Regions from separate parts of the Mus musculus genome. Here region 2 is linked to region 1. A link is a contact called in public HiChIP or PLAC-seq data. All regions are on one chromosome and are shown on one strand. The core of a region is the stretch at or near the end of the contact, and the rest is flanking DNA. Distances in the headings are between cores, read along the strand shown.

The links. HiChIP or PLAC-seq counts read pairs in DNA pulled down with a chosen protein or histone mark.
Region 2: a contact with region 1 is called in an HNF4G HiChIP or PLAC-seq map of pancreatic cancer cells. The contact joins the promoter of Myl6 here to the enhancer-like site in region 1. A contact is called at or near these places in 4 of 39 promoter capture datasets (embryonic stem cells, hippocampal neurons, liver and 1 more) and 5 of 115 datasets of contacts at active chromatin or transcription factors (differentiating embryonic stem cells, effector CD8 T cells, memory CD8 T cells and 2 more).

Annotation. Positions count from the first base shown.
Region 1 is chr10:127,087,914-127,094,695 of GRCm38.p6, forward strand. Agap2 (ArfGAP with GTPase domain, ankyrin repeat and PH domain 2) reads left to right here. Exons shown (of 19, transcript NM_001033263.5): 11 at 1-134; 12 at 296-415; 13 at 1,317-1,445; 14 at 2,229-2,288; 15 at 2,514-2,662; 16 at 2,759-2,849; 17 at 2,962-3,184; 18 at 3,280-3,535; 19 at 3,657-5,257. The coding sequence ends at 3,899. Os9 (amplified in osteosarcoma) reads right to left here. Exons shown (of 15, transcript NM_001171026.1): 15 at 6,346-6,782. Among named protein-coding and RNA genes, the nearest start is that of Agap2, 12 kb to the left of the region's middle. Within about 2 kb of position 3,793, at least 45 of the 459 cell types and tissues checked have an H3K27ac peak or open chromatin away from gene starts, as enhancers often do. A contact at or near this core is called in pancreatic cancer cells, where this site is marked.
Region 2 is chr10:128,488,205-128,495,379 of GRCm38.p6, forward strand. Myl6 (myosin, light polypeptide 6, alkali, smooth muscle and non-muscle) reads right to left here and starts at 5,682. Exons shown (of 7, transcript NM_001317218.1): 1 at 5,605-5,682; 2 at 5,335-5,362; 3 at 4,398-4,541; 4 at 4,025-4,198; 5 at 3,855-3,932; 6 at 3,516-3,560; 7 at 2,655-2,829. The coding sequence starts at 5,607. The coding sequence ends at 3,532. It overlaps Myl6b (myosin, light polypeptide 6B), which reads right to left. Exons shown (of 7, transcript NM_172259.1): 5 at 6,850-7,023; 6 at 6,386-6,463; 7 at 5,953-6,279. The coding sequence ends at 6,251. It overlaps Smarcc2 (SWI/SNF related, matrix associated, actin dependent regulator of chromatin, subfamily c, member 2), which reads left to right. Exons shown (of 29, transcript NM_001372395.1): 28 at 1-155; 29 at 692-2,387. The coding sequence ends at 768.

The DNA of each region.
Region 1 (6,782 bases), core at 2,543-5,042:
GATGGACTTGTTACGAACAACGGTCAAAGTCCCAGGCAAGCGGCCCCCAAGGGCTATCTCTGCTTTCGGCCCCTCAGCCAGCATCAACGGGTTGGTCAAGGATATGAGCACCGTCCAGATGGGTGAAGGCCCTGGTAAGTGGGGTCCATGACAAGGGGGCAGGGAAGGAGGCAGGGACAGAAGAGAGCAGTGGGGAGATGGAGGAGCTGGTGCTCCACCTGCTGTGTGGGGTGGGGGCTGATAGAGGGTAGGGAGACTGGTTCACTGACAGCTCCATTCCATCTCGTTCCCACAGAAGCCTCTACTCCCATGCCAAGCCCCAGCCCTAGCCCCAGTTCCCTGCAGCTTCCAACAGACCAGACATCCAAGCACCTCTTGAAGCCAGACCGGAATTTGGCCCGTGCCCTTAGCACCGGTCAGTGTGATCTCCCTTCATCTACTGGCTTCCAGATCCAAATGGGATGTGTGTGTGTGTGTGTGTGTGTGTGTGTGTGTGTGTGTGTGTGATGTAAGATGGAGGTTTAGCGAGGGACCACAGGAATGTCGGGTGAGTGGCACCAAGCTCATATGCAGTGAGTCTGCCTGCCTGAGCTCAGGTTCCTGGTTTGACTTGACATGTGGGCAAGGTATTCCACCTGTTCCCACTTCAGCTTCCATCCTACAGGAAGTGTTTCCAAGGCAGTGCTTCTTAACCTGTGGGTCGCAACCTCTATCTCCAAAGATATTTACATTACGACTCATGACACTAGCAATATTACAGTTATGAAGTAGCAACAAAAGTAATTTTATGGCTGAGTGGTCACCATAGCATGAGGAACTGTATTAAAGGGTTACAGCATTAGGAAGGTTGAGAAACCTGCTCGAAGTGTTAGTTTACAGATGGAGGACTTTGGCCAGCACATAGTCAGCCATCAGTGTTTGAAATATATATATATATATATATATACACACACACACACACACACACACACACACACATACACACATATATAAACAGGAAGTAACACTGATAAATGTTCCTTGCAACAATGTATCCGGTCAAGATTATTATCCATATTTTAGTAGTGAAAAACCGAGGCTCAGATTAACTTGCTCAGGGTTGGAGGCTAGTGAGCAGCATGCTTGATCACTGAGTACAGATCTAATTTCGAAGTGCTCAGTCACCTGCCCGCCTTTTTGGGAATGATCCAGGGAGGCCTCTTAGATAGAGACAGCTGGGGAGGGATACCCTAAAATGCCAGTTAGTTCAGGGCAGGATACAAACTATAGGGGAGTCTATGGAAGGGCAACTGAGGCACCATGTCCCCCTTCCTAAGACTGTACCCCATCTGGAGATCTGAGTCCCCTGAGTCGGGAACCCCCACCTTCGCCCATGGTGAAGAAGCAGAGGAGGAAGAAACTGTCCACGCCTTCTAAGACTGAAGGCTCGGCTGTGCAAGCTGAAGGTGAGGCTGTGGTGGGTAGTTCCACTACCACTCTGGCCCCCCTCCTCCCCTGTACCCGAACCCCTGACCTAGCTCCTGCAGAGCAGGATAAGTCCTGAGCTGGGTGCTTGACTCTCATTACCTCTGCACATAACTGTGTGGAAAGATGGATGGACAGCAACCAGCTCTTGTCCGTCCAGTCCCCAGCCCTGTTCTTTTCCTGACCTCTAGTCCCTGCCCGTGTCTACACTTCTGACCCCATCCTCTGCACCCACATCTAGTTCTGCAGCCCCTGAACTCAGTGTCCCTACTGACTCCCCCAATCCCTACTCTCATTCTCACCTATGAATGGCAGGTTCCTCCAAGAGCCCTTCATCACTGATCCCTAAGCCCCTCCCCCAACCGCTATCCCTGTTCTGCTGACTTCTAAGTCCCAGGGTCCCGATCCCAGCCTCTTGCCCCCTTTCCTACTGTCCACACAAATTCTGACACCCCTTTCCCCACTGAGAGCACGTTTCTCTCTGGTCACAGTCCCTGCCCCCCTGCCCTGTCCTCCTCCGGGTGCTTGGACCCAGGTTCCAGACCTGCCTATTCTCACGGCTCTTGGCTTCCGCTCCACTCTGCTCCGGGGCCACTGACTTCAGTTCTGCTTTCTCTCCCCATCTGTCTGTCCTGCTTTGTCTCTGGCACTCTCTGTCACTGTCTGTCTGTCTCTCTCTCCATCTGCCTCCTTCTCTTCTTGGTCTCTCTCTCTTTCTGTTTGCTCTTCATTCTGTCTCTATCTTCTTCGCTTCGGGAAACCAGCCAAGCGCAAAATGTGGAAACTAAAATCCTTTGGTAGTTTAAGAAATATTTATAAAGCAGGTAACAAGTGGGAGCCGGGAGGGGTGCTCAGCTGGGGTGCAGAGGGGTGGGGGGCCCTGCCTCTCCCTGCATGTGCTCGGGCTTCCTGCTATTTCCCACCCTCTGCTCCCCCTTCCTTCTACTGTCCCCCTCCTAAGGGCTCCAAGGACATCAGGGAGGAAGGGTTTGGGGGAAGGCCTCCTGCTTGAACTCTGCCCCTCATGACCTCTCCATCCACCCACTCAGAGGAAAACTTTGAGTTCCTGATCGTGTCCAGCACTGGTCAGACGTGGCACTTTGAGGCAGCCAGCTTTGAGGAGCGGGATGCTTGGGTTCAGGCCATTGAGAGTCAGATCCTGGCCAGTCTGCAGTGCTGTGAGAGCAGCAAGGTCAAGGTAACCGATTTGATGCTATGGATGGAGGCTAGCAGGAGAGGCTGGGGGGAGGGTCAGAGGTACGCTGTGCCAGAGCTAACTTCAACTCCTCTGCAGCTGCGCACTGACAGCCAAAGCGAAGCTGTGGCCATCCAGGCGATCCGCAACGCAAAGGGAAACTCGACCTGTGTGGACTGTGGAGCTCCCAGTAAGTGCAAGGGCACCGCTGAGGGAATTGGAGGGTGGGGTCCCAGAGTACGGAGTTAGCTGCAGTTCGTTGAATGGTGGGGTGTTTGTCTTACTGTTGCATCCTGTCTCAGACCCCACGTGGGCCAGTTTGAATCTGGGCGCACTCATCTGCATCGAGTGTTCTGGCATCCACCGGAACCTGGGCACACACCTGTCCCGAGTGCGTTCACTGGATTTGGATGACTGGCCGCGGGAGCTGACCCTGGTGCTGACGGCCATTGGCAACGACACAGCCAACCGCGTGTGGGAGAGCGACACTCGAGGCCGTGCCAAGCCTACACGGGACTCTTCGCGGTAAGGATCGAGGATCAGCGTGAGGGTGTACGATTCCTGGGAGGTCCGGATAAGAGGTCCCTTATAACTCTTTTCCTTGGTCCCTGGTGCTGCAGGGAGGAGCGTGAGTCGTGGATTCGCGCCAAGTATGAGCAGCTGCTGTTCCTGGCGCCTCTGGGCACCACGGAGGAGCCGCTGGGCCGCCAACTGTGGGCCGCTGTGGAGGCCCAGGACGTGGCCGCCGTTCTGCTGCTTCTGGCCCACGCGCGACATGGGCCGCTCGACACCAGCGTGGAGGACCCGCAGCTCCGCTCGCCGCTGCACTTGGCGGCCGAGCTCGCCCACGTTGTCATTACACAGCTGCTGTTGTGGGTACGTGAGCGGAGAGGTAGGGAAAGGGAGCCTGGAGGTGGGCTTGGAGGTGTCGGGTGGGCAACATGTGGGTGGAGGTCCCCTGGATGGTGTGTGGTCACACGACCTTTTCCTCCTGCAGTATGGCGCAGACGTGGCGGCCCGCGATGCGCAAGGCCGCACGGCACTGTTCTATGCCCGCCAGGCTGGCAGCCAGCTGTGTGCAGACATCCTTCTCCAGCACGGCTGCCCGGGAGAGGGCGGCAGCACGGCCACCACGCCCAGCGCGGCCACCACCCCCAGCATTACCGCCACGCCCAGCCCGAGGCGCCGGAGCAGTGCTGCCAGCTTGGGCCGCGTGGACACCACGATCGCGCTGGTATAGTTGCCCAGCAGCGGGAGAGACACCCCCCACCCCCGCGCGGGCCGGGCACGACTACACCGGGTGGACCGTTGGACAGATGCACCCACTCACCTCTCCAGTCCGCACCCCGCCCCACGGGAGCACTTTCTACCCCCACGAGGGCACAGCCCCGCACGCCTCCCAGGAGACACAAACTCACCTCCCTCTCCCCAGTGAGGCATGGAGACCCTAGCTCATCACGCCCCTACTTCACAGCTTTCTTACTTGGATTGCCCTGGGTCTACCTGCTGGGTGTTTGTAGGTGGGCACTCCCTTGCAGCTGTTCCGGGCTCCAAGGTGTTTGGACTTGCTGGCTTGTGCCCCCCCTAGGGGCGGGGAAAAGATCCAATCCTGCCTGCGTTCTACAATCGGGTGGCGGGAGCCGAATCCCAGGCTGGCTCCTGGGGCAACTCCACGCCAGAGGGAGGGGTTAGTACGTGGAAGACTAGCCCTGAGATTTGGGACCAACTTGGGGACCCCACCCCTTCCATGCTAATCTCACTGCCCAGTGAGGGGGGAGGGCAGCGAGGGGCAGGACCCCTGCTGCCCATGGAGGTGGAGGGGTCCCCAACCCTTTCCGTGAAAGGGACCATGAGGAGTGGAAATCAGATATCCCCCCTCTACCTATCTTATGAATGGAAGCTAAAGAGCCAGGGGGAGCCGAGAGCCTGGGTCCTTCCCCTTACGATCATGGGGTAGAGGGAGAAGGATTGGAACAGGAGGTGACTAGAGAGGGGCCTTGTAATTTATTGCTTTGTTCCCCAACATGGGGATGGGGTGGGTAGGGGCGAGGGGAGGGCATATCAGGGTAGGGGAAGCCAGGGGTGGGCAGGGGTGGGGTAGGGTGGGGGTGCTCTCGGGTTGTGTCTGTGACCGTGACTGCGTACCTGTGACTGTGCAGCGCCCGTGGTGATCTGGGGTAGGGGGCACCCCTACAACGGGACCCCTCCCCCATAATCCTTTCTGTCCAGCCCCTCTCTCCCTGGAGCAGCTCCAGGTCCGTTTTTTCTATCCTTTGCTCCCTCCCAGCCAGGGCTGAGAGGGTGTGTAGTGGTTGGGAGGACTTTAAGGTCCTGGCCCCCATCCCCAGAAAGGGAGAGGTGGTGTGGACTTATCTGGCCCAGCCCTGCCACCCTTAGTCAGCCCGGCTTTGGGCTGTCTGTGTCAGTGGTTTCCGGTCTTTTTTTTTTTTTTTTTTTTTTTTTTTCCTGGCTAAAATATTTTGCAAAAGACCAGGTAATTGGGGAGTGGAGTGAAGAGGGGGCAGGGGTTACCCCCCTCACCTCCAAAGCAGGTGGTGTGAATCTTAACAGCAATTAAAGAGCAAGTGATTTTGTCTAGGGGGTGAGATGCTGGTCTGTTATTCGACAGGCAGGTGAGGGTGTGGTCTCCATGTTGGGGATGGGAAAGGATTAAGCAGAAGTTCTGGTTTCTGGGCTGGGGCTAAGACAGCACCCATGGGCACAGAGGTAGTTCCAGCTTTGTACAACAACCCTGGGTTTATGAGGTAGGAGCAACAGTGGGAACCCAAGAGCAGATGTTAGATGCACAATTGATGCTGAGCCTGGGAAGGAGTTGGAGCCTGGTGTTTGGAGAAAGAGACAGGCCTCGGGAGTTGAGGACTGAGAAGGTGGGGTTGTTGGACAAGTGAACCCAGTGGCCTCTTAGTGTTGAGGGGACCCCTGTAAGTGCAGTGACCCTGGGGAAGATGCTTTGGTCACTAGGCAACAGAGCTGATGGAGGTGGGACAGTAGGGACTGAAGGGGCAAAAGATTTCCCAACCATTCGGCAGGCCCAAAGGTCCACAAGGTCCAGGTATTTGCTCACTTTTATTGTTTTAGGGTCACCTGGTCATGGTGGCCTGGGTCATAGCATGGCAGCTTGCACATAGCCAGCCCTGCCTTTTGTGTGTAGAAGCTGTAAGCACCAGGCCTGATAAAGGCTCAGCCAGGGTGGTACTGGGCTAGTGGCTAGAGCAGGTTGGGTCCCCACCTGCTATCGTCTACCCTGAGGAGTCAGTTGGCCGTACCGGCGTCTTTGGATAGGATTGGTTCTAAGTGTCCTCTAAAGTGTTCACTGTAGACGTGCCAGTGAGCTGACACGGTCTGGTCAGACCTCCAGAAACAGGTCTCATCTGGAAGCTGCTCTGCAGAGCTCCTGGCTGGGTAACCACCTAGCACATCAGCATGACCCAGGGAGGAGTGGTAGAGAGGGACAAAGTGGGGGAGACCTGGCAGATCCCACTGAGCCGAGACCTTGATTCTCCCCTACAGCATCGCCACCTTCCCTTCTAGCAAAAGCTCACACCCTACCTTAGAAGCTCAGTGTGTTCGGATCTGGGGAGGAAACAAGGACCCTGGACAGAACAGAGTCGCTTGTCAAGGGATCCACAGGCCAGCGGAAGAGGGTCAGGATTGTCCGCAAACTCTACCGCCAACTAGTTGATTTACTTTAATGGGTGACATTAGCTTTGTGGGGAATGACAAGATTTCAAGCCCCCTAGACTGGGGCTGAGAAGGAGGGGTGGGTGGCCCTGGACAGGCACAGGCAAGCTGCTGCTCCTTCAGTGCCCACACAGCCCCTCCTCGGCAGCCGTGCACCTCTCCACCCTCTTCTGGATGCCATGCCCCCCCCACCCCCACCCCCACCCCCAACACACACACCTGCCGTTCTGTTCCTTTTGTTTGCCTTGGCATAGCTGAGGCTGACTGATCTTCGTGGAATTTTGCCAAAAGTCAAGAGAGAGGGAAAAGGAATGTATTGTTGACAGTTCAGACTGACCCAGTGAAGCCAGGTTTCTGTTTTCTAACTGCGCTGAGGCACTGACTCAAGTCCACTGCTGCAGCCTCGTCCTCTGTCGGTCTG
Region 2 (7,175 bases), core at 4,432-6,931, 1.4 Mb after region 1:
CATGGCGAACCCTCTACATCCTAACCTGCCGGCGACCACCACCATGCCATCTTCCTTGCCTCTCGGGCCGGGGCTCGGATCCGCCGCAGCCCAGAGCCCTGCCATTGTGGCAGCTGTTCAGGGCAACCTCCTGCCCAGTGCCAGCCCACTGCCAGGTGAGAAGGGGCCAGGAGGGGAAAGGGTGAGGGAGAGGGCTCTACATTATGGGAGGGAGTCAAGTAGGGAAAGGGCTAGATCCTAGAATTTCCACAGCCCTGTTCAATGCTGTGATAAAACTAGAGCACAGGAGGAAGGCCTCTTTGGCTGTCCTCCATTTCCCAACTGGGCAGCTGCCACCGCTGGGGTGACAGGGCTTTCACTGGTGGGTCATGGAGGAATCCAGTGGTTCAGAGGACCTCAGCTGTAAACCTGGAGCCTAGCTACCGTCTGCATGGCGATGGCTTTCCTTGAGTGTTCCCACCACATTCAGATACCCTATTTAGACCTTGGGGAGAGGAAGAAGGTTTGGGATATAAGGTTTTTCCAGTGTCAGGCGGAAAAGAGTGTTGAGAAAAAGAAATTACACATAGTGGGTACCTCATTCATCTACCCACCCACTGCATGCCATGCCCAGTTCTGTTTGTGTGTGGAGCCTGGGACTGGATCAATCCCTCTGCGTGCTTCAGCTTATTCATCTTCCTTTTCTCCACAGACCCAGGCACCCCGCTGCCTCCAGACCCCACAGCTCCAAGCCCAGGCACAGTCACCCCTGTGCCACCTCCACAGTGAGGAACCAGCCAGCCATCTCTCCCCCTCACTCCCCATGGAGATCACAGTTCCAGGAACAGCCCTCCCCCACTACTGGGACCCTCCCTCAGCCTGAAGAGTTCATCACTACGTAAGGAAAGCTCCTCCTGCCCCCTCACCACCCCCACCATGCCCAGCAGAGGTGTGCAGTTTTATATCCAATTATTATCCACGGACTTCTGACTAAAAGATGTTTCTAATGCCTGGGAGAGAGAATAGGAGGGAAAGATGTTTATACGAGGTTCTACTAACTGGTTCTGAGGGTCTACCCCTTCAGAATTACTGCATTTTTGAAGTGATAACATGAAAATGAAACCCTTTAAAAGGGAGGTTTTAAAAAAAGACACTTCGGAGCCCACAAAAAAAGAACTTTTTTAATTATTATTATTATTATTTTGAGGGGAAAGGGCAGGTTTTAAGAGGAATTAAATTTCTGGGGCAAGGTGTGAGGTGGAATAGGGCACCGAGCCTGTCTCCCTGAGCCCTTGGCAGTGCTGAGTCAGCTCCCCTCACCCATTCCAGTTTATTCATACAAATCCCTCCTGCTGCTCGTCATGGTTGCTGTTTTAGGCCCAGTTCAGCCAATGACCTTTTCCTCCAGTCAGCTTTGTGTTTGTGTTTAAGTCACCTGCTTACTCGTCAGCGTCTGTGTACTTGTGGGAAATGTAGTTTTCGGGGATTCTGTGGTAGGAAATAGAGGAAGAAGGGGCCTCAGTTGGGCTCTTCTTCCTGCTTTCCTAGTTGTATCTGTGAGTGCCCAACAGGCATCAGAGGGGGAGCTCTAAGAGGATGGGGGGCCTGCAGACCCTCAAGTTTGAAAAGCACTTAAGCACCTACTTTTGACAGTGGGACAGTCTGCTAACTTCTGCCCCCACCAACCAAGCCTGACAGAACCCAGTGATAGCTAGGAGTTCCCCAAATGAGGACAAAGATTTGGGAGCAGTGCAGCGTGCCTCTGCACTCCAGGTCTTCCTCTTCACCCCCTACTTGGAGGCAGACACAATTCCAGGCCGCACCAGAGCCTGGCCCCTCCCACCAGGCGCTTTGCTCCTTCTGTCCCAGCGTCTCCTTCCTCTGCATCTCCACACCTTTCTTCTGTTCAAAGTCTTCTGTAAAATTTTCTTTCCTTCTTTGTTCTTTTCTTTTTCCTTTTTTTTTTATAAATTAATTTGCTTTCAGTTCCATCTTGTGGGTGCCTCTGTGTTCTCTTAGCTGTGGCTGCTAGGCAGGGAGCAGATTGGGCTGGGGCAGCCTTCCTGGAGTCCCTCACTGGACATTCACCAGGGTTGCAGAGGCCCACAGCCATCAGCCTCTTGCCACAAGAGGCCACACAGCAGTCAGGAAGGCAGCAGCGGCAGCAGCAGCAGGAGCAGCAGCTGTCACCTACTCAAGATTGAGCTCCGGGAAGCACATCCCTACAGCGTGGACCTGAATCCTTTTAAACATGGCTGCATTCCTTCCCTTATTAGGGAGGAGGCAGGCCTACACCTACTTCTGTTGCTATTGGCCCCTAGCCCTGCAGCAGACAAGACAGGCTCTGGCAGCACTAATATGTCCTGGCATTTTAGCTTCAGTAAACATTCACAGGCTTTCCCACAAAAGGCGTTCGGTACTTGGGTGAGTGGGGGCCAAGAATTTAACCTGAAAAGGAATAGATACCCCACACACAAACACACATAGCTACCTTGATCCTATAGGGATTTGTGACTTTTCTTCATTTCCCACAGGGGAGCCTTTCATTAATGGTTACTACAAGCACTTGATCCAGTTTTCCCTGGCCCCCAGCTTGAGCTTTGTTTCAGGATAGACAACATCATCACCACCTCACATTTTCCTCCCACCTGCTCAGGAAAGAAAGAAAGAACCAAAAGAGGGCAAAGAGAGCAAATTTTATTTGGTGAAGGCAAACATCATCCAAAAGAAACCAAATGGGCAAGGTGCTGTGACAGGGGAGCCTCTGGAGCCACACAGAAATCACACTGGGCAAGGAACAGACTCGGGATACAGAATGTCCTCAGCCATTCAGCACCATCCGGACAAGCTCTGTGGAGAAGAGAGGCGGAGTCAGCCGAGGAGAGGGCTGGGGAGGGGTACCCATGGGCCAGGAGACCACGAGACCATGAAGGTGGCAGGAGGGAACATGCCCATAGCAACCAACCTTGGGTCAGTTTTCAAAAGAGCCACTCAGAGTGGCCAGTTCTCTCTGTCCCTGGTTCCCCTCCCACTGGCTGTTAGCCCCCACCCCCAATCTAAATAGCAAGAACATAGCAGAGGCAGAAAAGTTCTCAGCTACACCTACAGTTATGGTCAGCCACTGGCAGGAGGAGAGGTCAGCTTTGGGTTAGGGTACCTCCACGCTGTCCAGTAGAGGGATGGAAAAAGGACTTTTGTTTTAGCAGCAGAATGGGGCAGTTAGCTCAACCCTGCCCCCGCCAACTCTAGAATCACCATCAGACCAGCCTTCCCTACAAGCTGGTGAGCGTTCCCAGACACCAGCACCAAGACCCCTGTAAGTCAAATCTCAGAGACCATTCTAGGAGAGGAGGTACCACACCCCCAAACTGCATTCCTCATTGAGGAATTTCTCCCCTCCCAAGCCAGCTCCATGCAGAGTCATGCCAGGAGTAAGGCAGATGGTAGTAGGGTATGGCCAGAGGCTAGAGCACAGGTTGGGAAGGAAAAAAAAACACTAGGGAGATAACTAGAGGAGAGGCTGGGAGGAGCCGTACCCGCCCCATGGGCCCGTCACCCCGACAGGATATGCCTCACAAATGCTGCAGGAAGGAAGAGACATTAATGGTGAAGACAAGACACAGACATGGGGTGAAGGGGTCAGGCAGTGGAACAGACATTCTGTTTACGTCCCATTCCTAGCCCACCCTCCGTCCTCCATCACCCCCCCCTTTACTGCTGTCTCCCCAACAGTTCCCTCCCAGGCTGGACTGAGCCTTGCTTGCCCCTTTGACTCCCGACTCCCTTCTGGAACCAAGTCTAGGAATACAATGCCTCTTTAACATCTCCTGAACGACCATTTCCTCACAGGCCCCAGTTTATGGTCTGCCCCTCACCTTCATAGTTGATGCAACCATTGCTGTCCTCATGCCCCGCCACTAGCATCTCTACTTCTTCCTCTGTCATCTTCTCGCCTGCAGAGGAAGGAACATTCTTAGAACTGAGTGACTGACGGGTGAAATATATCAGGTGGCAGCTCAGCTCCAGAAAGGTCACAGACCCTTACCCAGTGTGACTAGGACATGACGGATTTCAGCACCCATGACGGTGCCATTTCCTTCCTTGTCAAACACACGAAGGCCTTCAACATAATCCTCGTAGGTTCCCTGGTCCTTGTTCTTGGCCACGGTCTGCAGCATGGGCAGGAAGTGCTCAAAGTCCAGCACCTTCACATTCATCTCTGTCATGTGGGAGGTGGAGGTGTCAGACAAGAGAAGTCACACATGTTCTCAGGACATGACGGTAGGGAACACAAGGACGGCCAGAAGAGGGAATCAGAACTGGATGAGACAAAACTTGCTCAAGTTTGGCACCTATGCAGATAAAGGGATGACTTTAGCTGAACAACCATGAACCCACTACATTCTTGAAATGCTCACCATCACTCTTGGGGTTCCCTAGGACCTTGAGCACCTCGGCGTTGGTAGGGTTCTGGCCCAGGGCCCGCATCACATCCCCACACTGGCTGTACAGGATCTTGCCATCACCTGTTCGGTCAAACAGCTGGAAAGCCTCCTTGAATTCTGAGGATTCAGAAGAACGGCAGCACCAGGGATTAGCCCCGTGCTTGCTGCACAGCTCTGCTGCCAATTCAACTTAAGTCATGCTGCAGAAACCAGATATCTTGTCCTCCTCTATACACAAGACTACTCCTAGGGATCTATTTCTATCAACTCAAATGCCCCACATAAAGACAGGCAACCTTCTTTCCCTTACCTTAAGGTGGTAGCCATCTGTTTACACACCCCCTGAGCTGCGGCAGGCTAGGCTCTCCACCACTACTATACAACTCCGCAGGAATCTGCCACCGCCCAGGCTAGGTCCTGCCCATATAAGGAAGTAAGAGCCTGGACTCTAGCCTCCCACTCCCACCCTTCCCCTCCGGGAGACCTTCCAAGAGGTGAAGCCACATCCTTAGCAAACTCTCCAGTGCCCATCTTAACAAAATATCAAGGCACTGCCCTCTACAGTACTCAGAATCCAAGCTTAAGGAGGGGACAGTTATCAGAGGAGAGGCAAAAAAAGAAGCAGCAAACCACAAGCGTAATAGACCCGACACATAACAGGCACTAGTCAAATTGTTTCACACACCCACACCACCTAAAACTCACCCAGCGCTTGGGGCTCAGATCTGGAGTGGAAGGGGAAGGAAGAAAGAATGAGAAAAGAAAATGGAGGATCTAGAGCAGAAGGAAATCCACGGGGCACTCTCCTGGGAGCGCTGGAGGTGACAGGTTGGGATCAGAAGATAGATGCTAAAGGAAGGGGGTCCCTCTCGGTAAGGATGACCTGAGCTGCGGGTCAGAGACTGCCTACCTGCGGTCTGGTCCTCGGTGAAGTCACACTGCTCGGAGAAGAAGGGATTGGTCAGTTACCTGAGGTCCAACCCCGCAAGCTTCTATCCCGGCTTTACAAACTCCTGTTTGAAGCCGAGGATTCGCTTCCCAGGGCAAAGCCCTAGACATTCCAATCCCACAGCCAACCTTCCAAAACCTGGGCGTGCCCACGTCCACTGCTTTCTCTACTCCCACCCGCGGTCCTCTCCTTGCCCCAAATCCCCCTGATCTCCCGATTCCCAGGGCCCACCATCTTGGCTGCTGAGCTCTGCTGGACCTTTTCCGGCAGTAATGGCTCCGACGCCCTACCCAACCCCAGCCTTAGTACGTCCCATGGCGCATGACGTCACCCTCCGCCGTTTCATCCAATAGGCACGCTAGTCTGGGCTCATGCAGATGACATCACTACATTATTAATGAGGTGGGGGGGGGGCGCCCTACCTCGGCTCAGGAATCTAGCAGGGGGGCCTGGGTTGGGACTCTCGGAAACCTTTCTTCCGAGCTGCACCAAGAGCAGAGGATTTGGGCTTTTGCAGAAGAGAGGACTACCCGCTCCCGTCCTTCCTCTTTCTCAAAAGAAAACTGTCGGAAACCGAAGCAGGAACCATGTTTTTATTTCAAAACTGTAAGTGCCCCCTAGTGGCAGGAACGCGCTTCTGGCCGCACAGGAGGTGGGGCAAGTTTCCGTCGCTGCAGGTTCTACGTGGGGTGGGAGTCGGGGCTGGGGTGGGGTGGGGGTGGGAGGGGGTGGGGGGTGGGGAAGGAAATAGTCCAGCCCTGGCGGCTGCGCTACGGACGGGCGCGGAGACGCACTGCCTGCGCTTCTATCTGGTGGATCGAGGACCCTTGCCTCTCAAGCGGATACCAGGGGCTGGCTGGAGGGCCACCTGCGGAGCTCAGAGGCTTAGGATATGCTTCAGGAAGGCTGCACGAAAGGAGACGAGAGGACTTGAGAAACTGACCTTCGGGTAACTGAGGGTACTCCCACCCCCCTCAAGTCTCCTTACTCCCTGGCCATCCTGCCCCCTCACCCTCATAGTTGATGCAGCCGTTGCTGTCCTCGTGGCCTGCCAGAACAGTCTCTACCTCTTCCTCAGTCATCTTCTCTCCTGAACCCAAAAACAGTTAGAGTCCCCCGCCTTCCCTGCCTCACCAGCCCAAGACATTCTCAGGGTGGTTCATCCTCCCACCCTTGCCCTTTTTCATATCAACGGTGCCTTGGAGCAGGTGAAAGCTTTGACTTGACAGCGAAACAAGCTGCCGGGGTTGAGACTTGCATGGAATCAACACAATTGTGGCTTGCAAAGGGGGACATTGCATTCCCTGCCCTTGGCTCATAGCTGGACACTTTAGCCTCTAGGTGATCTGTCTCCACAATGCTGGCCCTCTTGAGTCTCCTGCCCATAACTGCAGGACCATAAACCCATTCTAGGCTCTACTTAGCTCTTCCAGGACCCCCCACTTCTCCACCCCACAGCTCTGGGCCCTGCCTCACCGAGAGTGGTAAGAACATGTCTGAGCTCTGCACCCATGACCTTGCCGTTGCCCTCTTTGTCAAACACACGAAGCCCCTCTAGGTAGTCCTCATATGTGCCTTGGTCCCGGTTCTTGGCCACTGCCTGCAGCATGGGCAGGAACGTCTCAAAGTCTACACGTCGGGACTTCAGCTCTGGCAATTAGATAGAGATGAGAGAGATCAACTGAGGTGTGGGATCCAGTGCAATTAGATAGAGATGAGAGAGATCAACTGAGGTGTGGGATCCAGTGCCATCCAACCCTACTATTGTGACTTTCATCCCTTTCAGCATTCAGGATGTTTCT